Regions from separate parts of the Capra hircus genome. Here region 2 is linked to region 1. The links are chromatin contacts, called in public Hi-C maps. All regions are on one chromosome and are shown on one strand. The core of a region is the stretch at or near the end of the contact, and the rest is flanking DNA. Distances in the headings are between cores, read along the strand shown. Region 1 holds the start of TJP3 (tight junction protein ZO-3). Region 2 overlaps ZFR2 (zinc finger RNA-binding protein 2).

Region 1 (7,030 bases), core at 2,143-4,642:
ATTCCTTCCAAAGAAATCCCAGGGCTGATCTCCTTCAGAACGGATTGGTTGGATCTCCTTGCAGTCCAAGGGACTCTCAAGAGTCTTCTCCAACACCACAGTTCAAAAGCATCAGTTCTTCGGTGCTCAGCTTTCTTCACAGTCCAACTCTCAGATCCATACATGACCACAGGAAAAGCCATAGCCTTGACTAGATGGACCTTAGTTGGCAAAGTAATGTCTCTGCTTTTGAATATACTATCTAGGTTGGTCATAGCTTTTCTTCCAGGGAGTAAGTGTCTTTTAATTTCATGGCTGCAATCACCATCTGCAGTGATTTTGGAGCCCCAAAAAATAAAGTCTGACACTGTTTACACTGTTCCCCATCTATTTCCCCTGAAGTGATGGGACTGGATGCCATGATCTTCGTTTTCTGAATGTTGAGCTTTAAGCCAACTTTTTCACTCTCCACTTTCACTTTCATCAAGAGGCTCTTTAGTTTAAAAAAAAAAAAAAAAGAGGCTCTTTAGTTCTTCCTCACTTTCTGCCGTAAGGGTGGTGTCATCTGCATATCTGAGGTTATTGATATTTCTCCCAGCAATCTTGATTCCAGCTTGTGTTTTTTCCAGCCCAGCATTTCTCATGATGTACTCTGCATAGAAGTTAAATAAGCAGGGTGACAATATACAGCCTTAACGTACTCCTTTTCCTATTTGGAACCAGTCTGTTGTTCCAAGTCCAGTTCTAACTGCTGCTTCCTGACCTGCATACAGATTTCTCAAGAGGCAGGTCAGGTGGTCTGGTATTCCAATCTCTTTCAGAATTTTCCACAGTTTATTGTGATCCACAGAGTCAAAGGCTTTGGCTTAGTCAATAAAGCAGAAGTAGATGTTTTTCTGGAACTCTCTTGCTTTTTGCATGATCCAGCAGATGTTGGCAATTTGATCTCTGGTTCCTCTGCCTTTCCTAAAACCAGCTTGAACATCAGGGAGTTCACGGTTCATGTATTGCTGAAGCCTGGCTTGGAGAATTTTGAGCATTACTTTACTAGCATGTGAGATGAGTGCAATTGTGTGGTAGTTTGAGCATTCTTTGGCATTGCCTTTCTTTGGAATTGGAATGAAAACTGACCTTTTCCAGTCCTGTGGCCACTGCTGAGTTTTCCAAATTTGCTGGCATATTGAGTGCAGCACTTTCACAGCATCATCTTTCAGGATTTGAAACAGCTCAACTGGAATTCCATCACCTCCACTAGCTTTGTTCGTAGTGATGCTTTCCAAGGCCCACTTGACTTCACATTCCAGGATGTCTGGCTCTAGATTAGTGATCACACCATCATGATTATCTGGGTTGTGAAGATCTTTTTTGTACAGTTCTTCTGTGTATTCTTGCAACCTCTTCTTAATATCTTCTGCTTCTGTTAGGTCCAGACCATTTCTGTCCTTTATCGAGCCCATCTTTGCATGAAATGTTCCCTTGATATCTCTAATTTTCTTGAAAAGATCTCTAGTCTTTCCCATTCTGTTCTTTTCCTCTATTTCTTTGCACTGATCACTGAAGAAGGCTTTCTTATCTCTTCTTGCTATTCTCTGGAACCCTGCATTCAGATGCTTATATCTTTCCTTTTCTCCTTTGCTTTTCGCCTCTCTTCTTTTCACAGGTATTTGTAAGGCCTCCCCAGACAGCCATTTTGCTTTTTTGCATTTCTTTTCCATGGGATGGTCTTGATCCCTGTTTCCTATACAATGTCATGAACCTCCCTCCGTAGTTCATCAGGCACTCTGTCAGATCTAGGCCCTTAAATCTATTTCTCACTTCCACTGTATAATCATAAGGGATTTGGAATAAGCAAGACCAAATTCCTACCTCAGAGAGGAACCATCTAAGGGAACTCCCTGGTGGTCCAGGGGTTAGGACACAGTGCTCTCACTGCCAAGGGCCACGGTTTGATTCCTGGTCAGGGAACTAAAATCTCACAAGTTACTTGTGTGGCACAAAGAAAAAAAGAGAGAGAGAGAGAGACATCTAGGAGAAACAGATAAACAAGCAGACAACACTCAAGGCATTTCAGCTGTTAATAAATACTTTAAAAATAATAAAGATATTGTACAGCAGCAAGAGAATGTGATCAAAAAAGGCTCCTCAGTTGATATGTGCTTTTTGTTGTTGTTTAGTCACTGAGCACTTATCCCAGTGTTTTCCAGTAGAACTACAAGGTGATGTAAAATTTTAAATGTCATTTAAAGTTTTCTAGCAACCACATTTCTTAAGAAATTAAAAAAACCTGGGACTTCCCTGGTGGTCCAGTGGTTAAGACCCTACAGTTCCAATGTAGGGGGTGTGGGTTTCATCCCGTGGTCAGGGAACTGAGATCCAACATACTGTGGGGGATGCCCAAAAATTAATAAATAAAAATAAAACAAGCAGGTGACGTTACTTTTAACAATATATTTCATTTAACCCAGTACATTCAAAACCATTGTCATCTCTACAGGGAATCGATGTGTAAAACTAATGAACTATTTTAGGTTCTTTTCTGCAGAGCGGCTCTTCCAAATCCTGTGTGTATCTCACCCAGCTCTCATTCATTCAGACCAGCCACCTGTGGGTAGAGATTAGAAAGTGCTGCGCTGCTGTGTGCCCAGCAAAGCTCTGAGCGCTTTATGGACCAACATTCATTCAGTTACTCAAGGAAACAGCCCTAGGAGCAGAAGCCAGTGTTGTTTCCGTTTTTAAACATTTTGCCCTTGTTTGTTTTTATTGGAGGGTAGTTGCTATACAATGTTTCATGTTGTTTCTTGTTTTGGGGGGTGGGGGTTGATTTTTTTGTTTTGGCCAAGAGGCGGGGAACCTGGAATTCCAGTTCCCTGACCAGAGATCGAACCCATGACCCCCTGTATTGGGAGCACAGTCTTAACCACTGGACTGCCAGAAAGTCTCTGTTTCCATTTTTTTGAGAAGAGGAAACTGAGGGGGCCCCATGACCTGCCCAAAGCTGCCCAGCTGGGAAGTGATAGAAAATTCTGAGTAGGGATTCTGCCACTCATGTGGGGGTAGAGAAGCAGATTTTGTGCTCAGATCCTCAGGAAGGGAAGGAGTAGTCCCTCCACCAGATGCGAGACAGTGCCTGGAGGAAAGCAGGGGGAGCGATGGGGAGGGGGGTGAGGGGGGACCGTGCGAGGGTGCGGGCGAGGGTGCACCATTCATTCACTCAGTTCTAAATTTATTCTACCAATGTCTTCCACCTGCCACATGGGCCCATCTCTTGCTGATGCCAAGGGCTTGGCGGTAGTCAGTGCAAGTGGAATGGGACTGGGCATCCCTGGCTTCCGGGCAGGCAGGGGTTAAGGCCAGCGGCTCCCACGTGAGTGTACCTTGCGACAGAACCGCACACCCAACCAGGTCTCTCTCACTCTCGCCAGTCGGCTTGTGGTTGTCGCCCTGCTGGTTCCCCCTGGCACGGGACTGGCCAGTCTGTGGCCACCACAGAGAGGAAAAGTTGGGCAAACAAGTGGGCAGGCCAGAGCCCAAGCCTCAGGTCCCCTCCCCGCCCCTGATGCCAGGCGGACATCCAGGCCCTGACTGCTGCTGCCTGCCCAGAGGCCACCCAGCCTCCTAGACAGGTGAGTCCCCCACCCCGATCGGCCTACCACCCCAAAGGTACTGTCCAGATGGGGCTCCCCACCATGAGGTCCCGGGCCCCTGCCACCTCCCCCCACGACCAGGCTCCCGGGAAATCGGGAAACCGACACTCCTGTGTGGGCATTTGACATAGTTTCTAAGGGATTATCTGGCCGGCAGTTACTGCCCCTGGCAGCCTGCCCAGGGCGCCACAGCCACAGACTTCAGAGGGTCATTGTTGGCCCAGGCTCTTTCAGGAAGGCTGAGGGGGTACCAGCTGGCCTCTGATCCCCCAAACTGAGGAGAGGAGGTTGGCAGGGAGGTGGCAGGTGAGACAAACTAGCACCTGGTTGGTATCTGGACCTCCTGGAACTTCTTAAGAGGCCCCCAAGTTTTCAAACAGTTGCATCTCGTCTCCCTCCACCCCTGCTGCTGGAGCCGGGGGCGACAAGGGTCCTGGGGGAGGAGGGCTTATCTCCTTATCTCGATTTCTTCTCTGGGTGAAATCTTCCTATGGAGAAATGAAGCAATGAGTGGGTGGATGGTTTTCAGGCAAAGGAAGATTAGACCCTCGAGAAGACAAGAGTCCCGTGGCAGGAGATTTTCTGGGTCATTTTCTCCCAAAAAGTGCAGGACAAAGAGGGTGTCCTAGCCAGCCAAGTGTCTGATTGCACCTCAAAGCTCTTTGTCCGAGACGAAGAGGGCCCTCTGCGGCTCAGAATGCATGAGTGTCCCAGTTGCAGGGTAAGGGGGTGGGGGGCAGCTGGCATTTGGAGTCACTCCTGGGAAACAGAGATGCTAAGATTCAGGGTCTGAGGGGTTAGGAGGGAATATACCTCGGCTGGAGTTTGGATAGAGAAAAACCCATGGCATCAGAGAGATCTGACTTCAGTTTTCTACTCTGTGAAATAGGTATAATTAGAGACACCATGTCACAGGGCTGCTGAGAATGGCATATGCTAGAGCATGTAATAAATTCCCAGTCATGCAAGGGACAGGGTAAACTGCCCCCCACCAAAATCAGAATGCCAAACCAGGGGCAACATCTCATTGCCTTCCTGTTTTGCACAGGTCAAATCCAGGCTCAGAGAGGGGCAGCCACCTGCCCCGGGCTGCACAGGGAAGTAGTGCCGTCAGCCTGATGGGAGTGACGATGCGGAGAGTGGGGGAGGGGTGGGGGCTGCCTAAGCCCCCCACCAGCCAATACCCCAGTTTCAGCATCTTGTTAGAGTCCTCCCTCCCTGGCTCAGGGCTTCCTTATGGCCCCGGTTCTGAGAAAAGTCCACTGCGGGAGTCTGGGTTCCTGTTCTTCCTCCTCAGGTCTGGCCTGGTGCCAGGGAAGCTGTGTTTGCTCAAGGCGGAGCCTGACACCCTTTGGAATGGGCTGAGGTTAGCCAGGATCATGCCTGGGAGGAGGGGCTGCCCAGGGAATGAACCTGCATTTAAGGAGCACCCACTACTGTGTGCTGAGTGCTGTTCCCGGTCTCGGGGATCCAGGGGGCAATCAAGAGAAACAAAGATCCCGGCTCTTGTGGGGCTTGTGTTTTGGTGGAGGAAGACAGACAAGAAACAAGAGACAATGAGGAAGTAAACTACATCCTGGGTTAGAAAAGGGTCAGTCTCACAGGAAAAAAAAAAAAAGAAAGAGGTACAGCTGCTACTGCTGCTGCTAAGTCGCTTCAGTTGTGTCCGACTCTGTGCGATCCCATAGACCGCAGCCCACCAGGCTCCTCTATCCCTGGGATTCTCCAGGCAAGAATACTGGAGTGGGCTGCCATTTCCTTCTCCAGTGCATGCATGCTAAGTCGCTTCAGTCATGTCCGACTCTGTGCAACCCCATGGACAGCAGCCCACCAGGCTCCTCTGTCCACGGACTTCTCTAGGCAAGAGTACTGGAGTGGGTTGCAGGGATAGGAGTAAAACAGGCAAGGAAGTATTTCACAATCTTAAGTAGAAAGATCAGGGGAGAACTCGTTGCTTTTCAGCTGCTCCATTATGTCCAATTCTTTGTGACCCCATGGACCTCTGGCAGCATGCCAGGCTTTCCTGTCCTTCACTATCTCCTGGAGTTTGCTCAAGCTTATGTCCATTGAGTCAGTGATGCCATCCAACCATCTCTTCTCCTGTTGCCTCATTCTCCTCCTGCCTTCAATCTTTCACAGCATCATGGTCTTTTCCAATGAGTCAGCCCTTCGTATCAAGTGGCCCAAGTACTGGAGCTTCAGCTTCAGCATCAGTCCTTCCAATGAATATTCAGGGTTGATTTCCTTTAGGATTGACTGGTTGGATCTCTTTGTAGTCCAAGGGACTCAAGAGTCGTCTCCATCACCACAATTTGAAAGCATCAGTTCTTCAGCGCTCAGCCTTCTTTGTGGTTCAACTCTCACATCCATACATGACTATTGGAAGAACCATAGTTTTGTTGGCTCAGGGCGACAAAGTAATATCTCTGCTTTTTAATACATTGTCTAGGTTTGTCATAGCTTTTCTTCCAAGGAACAGACGTCTTGTAATTTCGTGAACTCATTGAGAAGGGGACATTTGAGCAGAGACTTGAATGGAGCAGTTGGGGGAGGGGCATTCCAAGCGCAAAACACAGCCTGTGCAAAGGCCCTGGGGCAGGATTGTGCCTGGTGGAACAGCTGGGAGGCCTCTGTGGATGGACAGAGGGGAGAGAAAGAGACATGGGGAAGGCCTGGAGGGGACTGGACAGGTCCTGCAGGACGTTGTGAGCCTCTGGAAGGACTCTGGCTTTTATGCTTAGGGAGGTGGGAGACCTGGAGAGCTGTGAGCAGAGGAGGGGTGGGGCCTGACTCTGGCGCTCACGGTTGCCGTCTGGTGGCTGCTGCAGGGAGGACAGACTGGAGGGTGAGGATGGAACCAGGGACCTGCTGGTCCAGGTGGGCGAGGATGGGGTGAACCAGGTGGAGGCTCAGAAGGAGAAAGAAGTGGGAGGATCCTGGACACATTTTGGGAGAACTAAGAGCATTTGCTGACATATGAAAGACAGGGTTCAGGGTGATTAGGAAGAAAAGTGGGAAGAATGTTCTGGGACTTGAAGATGTAAACAGGTAAGAGGGAGTAGGTGGAAATTTCTTGAGGGAGGAGCCTTGGATGCTAGAGGGAAGGTTTTCAGTGTAATGGAGGTAAGGGATTTTTTTTTTTTTTCAAAAAAATATAAAAGCATGACTATAACATAAAACAAACAAGGCCTTCCCTGGTGGTCCAGTGGCTAAGACTTCAGGAGTTCCCAACGCAGAGGGCCTGGGTTCAATCCCTGGTCAGTAAACTAGATCCCACATGCTGCAACTAAGACCTGGTGCAGCCAAATAAGCAAAAATAAATATTTAAAAATAAAACAAACAGTGCTTTATGAGTTTACTTAACTCATTAATTAATATGGGAAATAATAAGATCTTACAGCTTGTTT
Region 2 (7,030 bases), core at 1,947-4,446, 110 kb after region 1:
CCAGTGCAGGAGACATGAAAGACATGGGTTTGATCCTTGGATCGGGAAGATCCCTTGGAGAAGGAAATGGCAACCCACTGCAGTATTGTTGCCTGGAGAATCCCATGGACAGAGAAGACTGTTGGGCTACAGTCCATGGGTTTGCAAAAGAGCTGGACATGACTGAAACGACTTAGCACAGGCTAAACCAAAGTCAAGGACAAGAGGAGCGTCTGCCCACAGATGGCCTTGATGTAACTCAGTGCTGGGAGACCTCAGGTGTTTCTGTGCCCTGCAGGGTGCTCCCATCAGGTTTATTATGAAGGCAGGCAAAGGTCACAGCTGTGAGAAGGCTGGTTGGCTGTGAGATGCACAGGGCTGAGTATACATCAGCTTTGAGGTTTGTTTTTTGGCTGTGCTGGGGCTTAGTTGCAGCACTCGGAATCTTCAGTTGCAGCATGTGGGATCTAGTTCCCTAACCAAGGATCGAACCTGGGCCCCTGGCATTGGGAGCAAAGAGTCTCAGCCACTGGACCACCAGGGGAGTCCCAGCTCTGAGTTTTATTTGGGATGGTGAAACACCCTTGACCTTACCAGAGGTCACTCTCCCATCTGCTCAGATGACAGGAGGAAACACCTCTCCTGAGGGAATAGCTGAGATGCTGGGGGAGGGGCAGGGGAGATGGAAACATGCTGTCTGGGAGGATGGCTGTGCTGACAGCCGGGTGGGTGGCAGAAGCCTCCTCCTCCAACCCCGGACATGAAAGGCCTGATTATGGAGGTTTCTGGGGTTCCGGAGAGGGGTTCAGATGCAGCCCCCAGGCTGAGAGCAGGGCCTGGCATACATGTGGGGATGGGAGATGAACACGGAGGTTGGCAGAACAGCCCTGTGTGTGGAGGCATGGAGGAGCTGTGGGTGACAGGAGGCTGGGCAGTGGGCTCGGGGATGCGAGGCAGAATATGGGAGTCACTGAGGTTTCTTAGGATGAGATCTGTCCTGTTTCAGGGCACTAATGGGGTGCTATGCTCTGAATCGTGCCCTCCCCTAAGTTCACAGGAAGCCCTAACCCCAATGTGACTTGTTTGGAGATACAGTCCTTACAGAATGAAATGAAGCTATAAGGGTGGGGTCCTAATCCTGCGAGGCTGGGGTTCTTATGAGAAGACACACTGGGGATGCCTGCACAGAGGGAAGACCACACGAGGACGTGGGAAGAAGGCAGCCATCTGTGGGCCAAGGAGAAAGGCCTTGGGAGAAACAAACCCTGCTGGAACCTTGGTCTTGAACATGCAGCTTCCAGACTGTGAGCAATATATGCGTTGTTTAGGCTGCCCAGTCTGTGGTGCTCTGTTATGATGGCCCAAGCGGACTAGGCAGGCAGTGAGGGCTGTGGATGGGAGAAGCTGAGGGCCCTTAGAGGACATGACACACATGGGCCTCAACCAGCCTGGTGGAAGTGGGGAGAAGACGTACGAGACTTCAGGCCTCCTGCACAAAGTCCGGCCATGCTGGTGGCTGGTAGTAGAGAGCTTTGCAAACACCTAAATGGGGGCTTGCCAAGCAGTCAAGTAAATAAATGTTTGGTGACAATGATCAGAGCAGTAGCTGTGATCCCAAAGGGAACACTAGGCCCACCATATGCTAAGTCACTGCTCACAACAGCATGGTCTGGGAGGATCACGGGTGTCCTGGCATTTATTTAGCAGAGCAAGCTCTGTGAGGAAGCAGAGCACAGATGCCCTGAAGCTGTGGGGCGGGGGTGCTGGGGATGTGCAGGTCCTATGGTCTCACACCCTTCTCAGGAGTGGCATGGTGGAGCCCAGCTAGACCGGTAGAGAAACGGAAGGGATTTACAGCAAGGCTTGGACAGTGTGGCCACACCTGCCCACTGCCTGTTTTTGCACAGCCCATGAGCAGAGAATGGATTTTGCATTTTTAAGTGGTTGGAGAGGGTTAAGAGAGTACGATTTCATGACACGTGAAAAGTATACGAAATTCACATCAGTGTCAAAATATAAGTTTTGATGGCCCACAGCCTCATCCGCTTGTTTACATCTCGTCTTCAGCTGCTTCCACCCTAGGGTGGCAGAGCTCTGTAGTGGCGACATGTATGATACAGTCTGCTGCTGTGGGCTGAATGTCTGTGTCTCTGCAAAACTGTTATGCTGAACCCCCTTCCCCTGAATATGATGTTAGGAGGTGGGGCCTTTAGGAGGTAATTTAGCATTAGATGAGGTCATGAGGGTGCGGCCCCTGAGATGGGATCAGTGACCTTATAAAAGTCATAGGACTAAAGTGAATCAGACGGAGGAGAAATATCGAATGACATCCCTTATATGTGGAATCTCAAAAGAAATAATACAAATGAACTCACTTACAAAATAGAAAAAGACTCACAGACTGAGAGAATTAATTTATGGGAATTTACGGTTGGTGGGGGGGAAGGATGGGGGAAAAGGATAGTTAGGGAATTTGGGATGGGCACATACACATTGCTATGTTTAAAATGGATAACCAGCAAGAACCTATGTATAGCACAGGGAACTCTGCTCAACGTTATGCGGCAGCCTGGACGGGAGGGGAGTTTGGGGGAGAATGGATACATGTATATGTATGGCTGAGTCTCTTATCTGTTCAACTGAAACTATTACAACAATGAGAATCAGCTACACCCCAATACAAAATAAAAAGTTAAACAGTCACAGGAGGGCTTCCTCCATCCTCTGCCCTCCTTTATGTGAGGACAAACAGAAGTCAGTGTCTGCAACCCGGAGAGGGTTCTCAGCAGAGCCCAGCCCTGTCTGTGCCCCGATGGCAGACCTCCAGCCATGAGAACCCAGGAATAAACTGTTACTTACAAGTCATCCAGTCTGTAGTGTTTGGTCACAGCAGACTGAACTAAGACACCCACAGAGTGGAAAATATTTACCCTCTGACCCTTTACAGACAAGGTTTGCTGATCCCTGGCTTAAAATAGCCATCATTGGGACTTCCCTGGTGGTCCAGTGGTTAAGACTTCAAGCTTCCAACGAATGGGGTGTGGGTTCAATCCCTGGTTGGGGAACTCAGATCTCACGTGCCATGTGGCTGAGCCAAAGACAAACAAACAAATCAGCTACCCATTACTTTGCTCTTCACCCTGTGGGCTGCACTGGGCTGGGCTGCAACTGAGGTCGGTGGCAGGCAGCTCTGCTCCTGGAGAGCAGGGCCTGCACCAAGGCCCTCCTCCCTGTGGCATCTCCTCCTCCAGTGGGCTAGTCTGGGGTCCCCCATGTTGTAGCAGGGTACCCCCGAGAATGGACGGGATGTGGGCAGAGGCTCTGGCAGTCTAGGCTTAGAATCAGATTAGCAGCTCAAACAGATGCTTCTACATGACACCATAGAGTGGGAACTTAGAAATTGCTCAGTTCTGGAGACTGCGGAGTCTGAGACCAAGACACCAGCAGACCCAGTGTCTGCTGAAAGCCCGAGTCCTGGTTCAGAGATGGCTGCCTTCTTGCAGTGTCTTCACATGGCACTTCACAAGGGATGAGAGGGCTCTCTGGGGTCCCTTTAAAAGGGCACTAATCCCATTCAAGAGGCACTGTCCTCATGACCTTATCACCACTCAAAAGGCACCAATTCCTAACACCATCAACTTAGGGGTTAGGTTTCAATATATAAATTTGAGGGGGGACATAAACCTTCCATATATGCACATACGGTGATATCACTTCCACTGCAATCTATGGGCCAAGGAGAGGCATGAGAAAGCCTGGCTCCAGGGCCAGAGAAATAGATGTATTTTCCCAATGGGAAGAGTGCAAGGTCCCAGTGGAAAGAATGTAAGAAGGAATTCCTTCCTGGTGGCTCAGTGGTAAAGAATCTACCTTCCAATGCAGGAGACTCAAGTTTGATCCCTGAGTCAGGAAGATCCCCTGGAGAAGGAAATGGCAATCTACTCCAATATTCTTGCTTTGGAAATCCCATGGACAGAGGAGACTGGCAGGCTACCGTTCATGGGGTCACAGAGGCAGACACAACTTAGCAACTAAACCAATACCGTAAGAAGGAAAGACATAAATGACAGGGGTATTTTGGCCACGGATCTACCACATGGAGGTTTTAGGAGCTGGGAGTGCCAAAAAACAGCTCATGGGAAATCCTTACAGGCTTGGCCCGTATGATTGTCAAAACCTAGGTAATCTAGATCAGCGTTCTCATCTGGGGTGGTCATGCCCCAAGGGGACACAGGGTGCTAGTGGGGACATTTTTGGTTACTTTGGGGGGCTCTTGGCATTGATAAGTGGGGGCCAGGGATGCTGCTCAACACCCCACAGTGCCCAGGATGGCCCCACAGGGAACAATCTGGCCTGGACATCAGCAGGGCTGCTGCTGAAGAGATTCAGGTCTGCAAGGTCGGGGTGCCCAGGGGTGGGGGATTAGAGGCTAACATGGGGGGGGGCGGTGCGGTGGGGAGCGGCAGGTAAGTTAGCAGCGGAGGCTGTCACTCCCGCCCAAGCTCCCTGCTCCAAGTTTGAAGGGGTAGTCCCCACACCTCTTCTCTAGCTCCCCTTGGTGAGAGGTCAATTTCTAATTTTTTTGGCTGTGATACGTGGCATGCAGGATCTGAGTTCCCCAATCAGGGATCAAACCCACCCCTCTGCAGGGAAGTGTGGAGTCTTAACTGCTTGACCAGACAAGGGAAGTCCCGAGAGGTCAGTTTCTAATAGCCTTTTTCAGGACCCTTTTAAGAATGAGATGAAAGCTGTGACTTCCTGCCCTCTCAGATGCCCTGGACATGGCATAGTTTTGCCTGTAATTACCTGGGGCTTCACAGGCCCAGGTAACTTGGAAGGACATTGCTCTCCCATGGGGGAGAGGGTAAAAGGTAAAGTTTATTTGGCCCTGCATGACATGGCATATTCCCTTCTCTCGGAGTGGGGCTGGGGAGAGGAATGTAATCAATGTTCTTTCAAGGGCAAGACCGCCCCCTGTCGTCAGTCCCCTCAAGATGAAAACTGCACAGGAACAAATGAGATGTGCCCTGAGAGCAAGGTGGAAGGAAGCGGCTGAGGATCCAAGGGCTCTGCATGAGGACTGAGGGCCAGGGACCAGGGAAAAGCTGACAGGGTTTCAAGCTAGGAACTGGGGGCGCTGCAACCTAGGGGCTGGGACAGGAGCCACACCACCTGGTTTCCAACCCTGTCTCTGCTCACTGTGGGGCCTTGAGCGAGTCACTTAGTCTTTCCTGACCTCAGTTTACTCACCTGAGAATGGAACGCCTACCTTTTGGGAGAGTGTGACAAACAAAAACTCATGTGCTACAGTGCCTCGCACCGGAGCTCACAAGGCCTCCCAGGGTGGCCAGCTCTTCCCATTTTAAGCAATCCCCTATAAATTTCTGAAAAGTCTCCCAACTTTACAGTATTGGCTCCAAATTTAAATATTTTTTTTGTGCTCAGTCATGTCTGACTCTTTGCGACTCCACAGACTGTAGCCTGCCAGGCTCCTCTGTCCACAGAATTTTCCAGGCAAGAATAATACTGGAGTGGGTTTCCATTTCCTACTCCAATTCAAATATAGCAAGCAAAAAAAAACCCACTGCAGAGAGCAGGTGTGAGAATCCAGCGTAGTCTGCAGGAGATTCCTGAGCAAGAGCAGGGCGCTGGGAGGGAGTGTTGAGGAATGCAGTCATGAACTGACCCCAGGCTCACAGGGTGTGCCACTGCAACACAGCGCTCAGGACACGGTCCTTGTGACGAGGACCCAGCGGTTGCCACCTGCCCTGCCTTGCCTGGGAGCGGGGAGCTGAGGCAGGAAGCTGCAGGAAGGCACCGGCACCTGTGGGCTCAGGAAGAGCAAGGCTGAAGCACGTCTGAGTGACACAGACTCAAAGTCCTAGCTGGCGTCCACATCTATGGGCCCCAGGTAAGTATCCTCTGATGGCTTTCTGGTCTGAATTCTGCTTCAGGGAGCCAGGCTTTTTTGGGTGACTAAACATCTAGATAAAATTTTTAACTTGTTTTATTATTCTTATTGTATTTACTTGTAATTTTTGTGTCACATGGCATGTGGGATCTTAATTCCTGGACCAAGGATCAAACTGGAGCGCCCTGCACTGGAAGTGCGGCCATAAAATTTTGGAATGGAGAGACCCATGGATGTCATTTTGTTCAGTGAGTCACCGAGCTGATGGGGACATGGAGGGGATACATCTGGGGAGGCTAGGTTTCCCGACCTGGGGGTCTCTCCCATGGGACACACTCTGGTTGCTCCTATAAGGCCAACCATGAAGGACATGTCAGATCTTGAGCACAGACCTCACTTCAGAAGGGCACACACCTGAGGGATCTACAGGTAGATGAAATGTCCCAGGGACCTTCAGGAGGAACGACAGGTCATTCTAGGTTTGCCGTAACACCTCTGCTGGAGACTGCTTTCAAAGAATCGTTCACAGTGAGAACACACACAGGATCAAAAACATGCAGAGTTTGGGGCAGAAAAAATCAAGTGGAAAAAAAAGATTTTCCTGGAAACACAGTGGTGAGAAACCTCACACAATAATTGCTTTTAAAATCATGGACTTCCCACCTATTGTATAGCACATTGAACTTCTGCTCAATGTTATGTGCCAGCCTGGATGGAAGGGGAGCTGGGGGGAGAAAGGATATACATGTATATGTATGGCTGAGTCCCTTCGCTATTCACCTTAAACCACCACCACGTCATTAATCAGCTATAGGTGTTAAAATAAATAAATAAATAAAATCACGGGCTTCCCTGGTGGTCCCGTGGCTAAGAGTCCACCTTCTAATGCAGGGGCTGCAGGTTTGATCCCTGGTCAGCGAGCTCAGATCCTGCACACCTCACGGCCAAAAAATCAAGACATAATACAGAAGTTAACAGTTAACAGTTTACTATTTTAACAGTATTTGTTACAATACTGTAACAAATTCAATAAAGACTTTACAAAATGGTCCACATTAAAAAAAAAAAAAAATCAAGGACTCTTCCCTCCAGGGCAGAGATCTTCACTCACTCATTTATTAGCCCTGCTCCTAACATTCC

The links. Hi-C and Micro-C count contacts between places; a contact is called where the count stands out from the background.
Region 2: a Hi-C map of blood shows a contact between it and region 1, with 5 times the contacts expected there. The contact joins the enhancer-like site here to the promoter of TJP3 in region 1. A contact is called at or near these places in 2 of 5 Hi-C or Micro-C datasets (both in blood).

The regions. Positions count from the first base shown.
Region 1 is chr7:90,305,943-90,312,972 of ARS1.2, forward strand. TJP3 (tight junction protein ZO-3) reads left to right here and starts at 3,393. Exons shown (of 21, transcript XM_018050840.1): 1 at 3,393-3,602.
Region 2 is chr7:90,412,870-90,419,899 of ARS1.2, forward strand. The region is part of intron 1 of ZFR2 (zinc finger RNA-binding protein 2); the gene reads right to left. Among named protein-coding and RNA genes, the nearest start is that of ZFR2, 11 kb to the right of the region's middle. Within about 2 kb of position 3,197, at least 1 of the 5 cell types and tissues checked has an H3K27ac peak or open chromatin away from gene starts, as enhancers often do.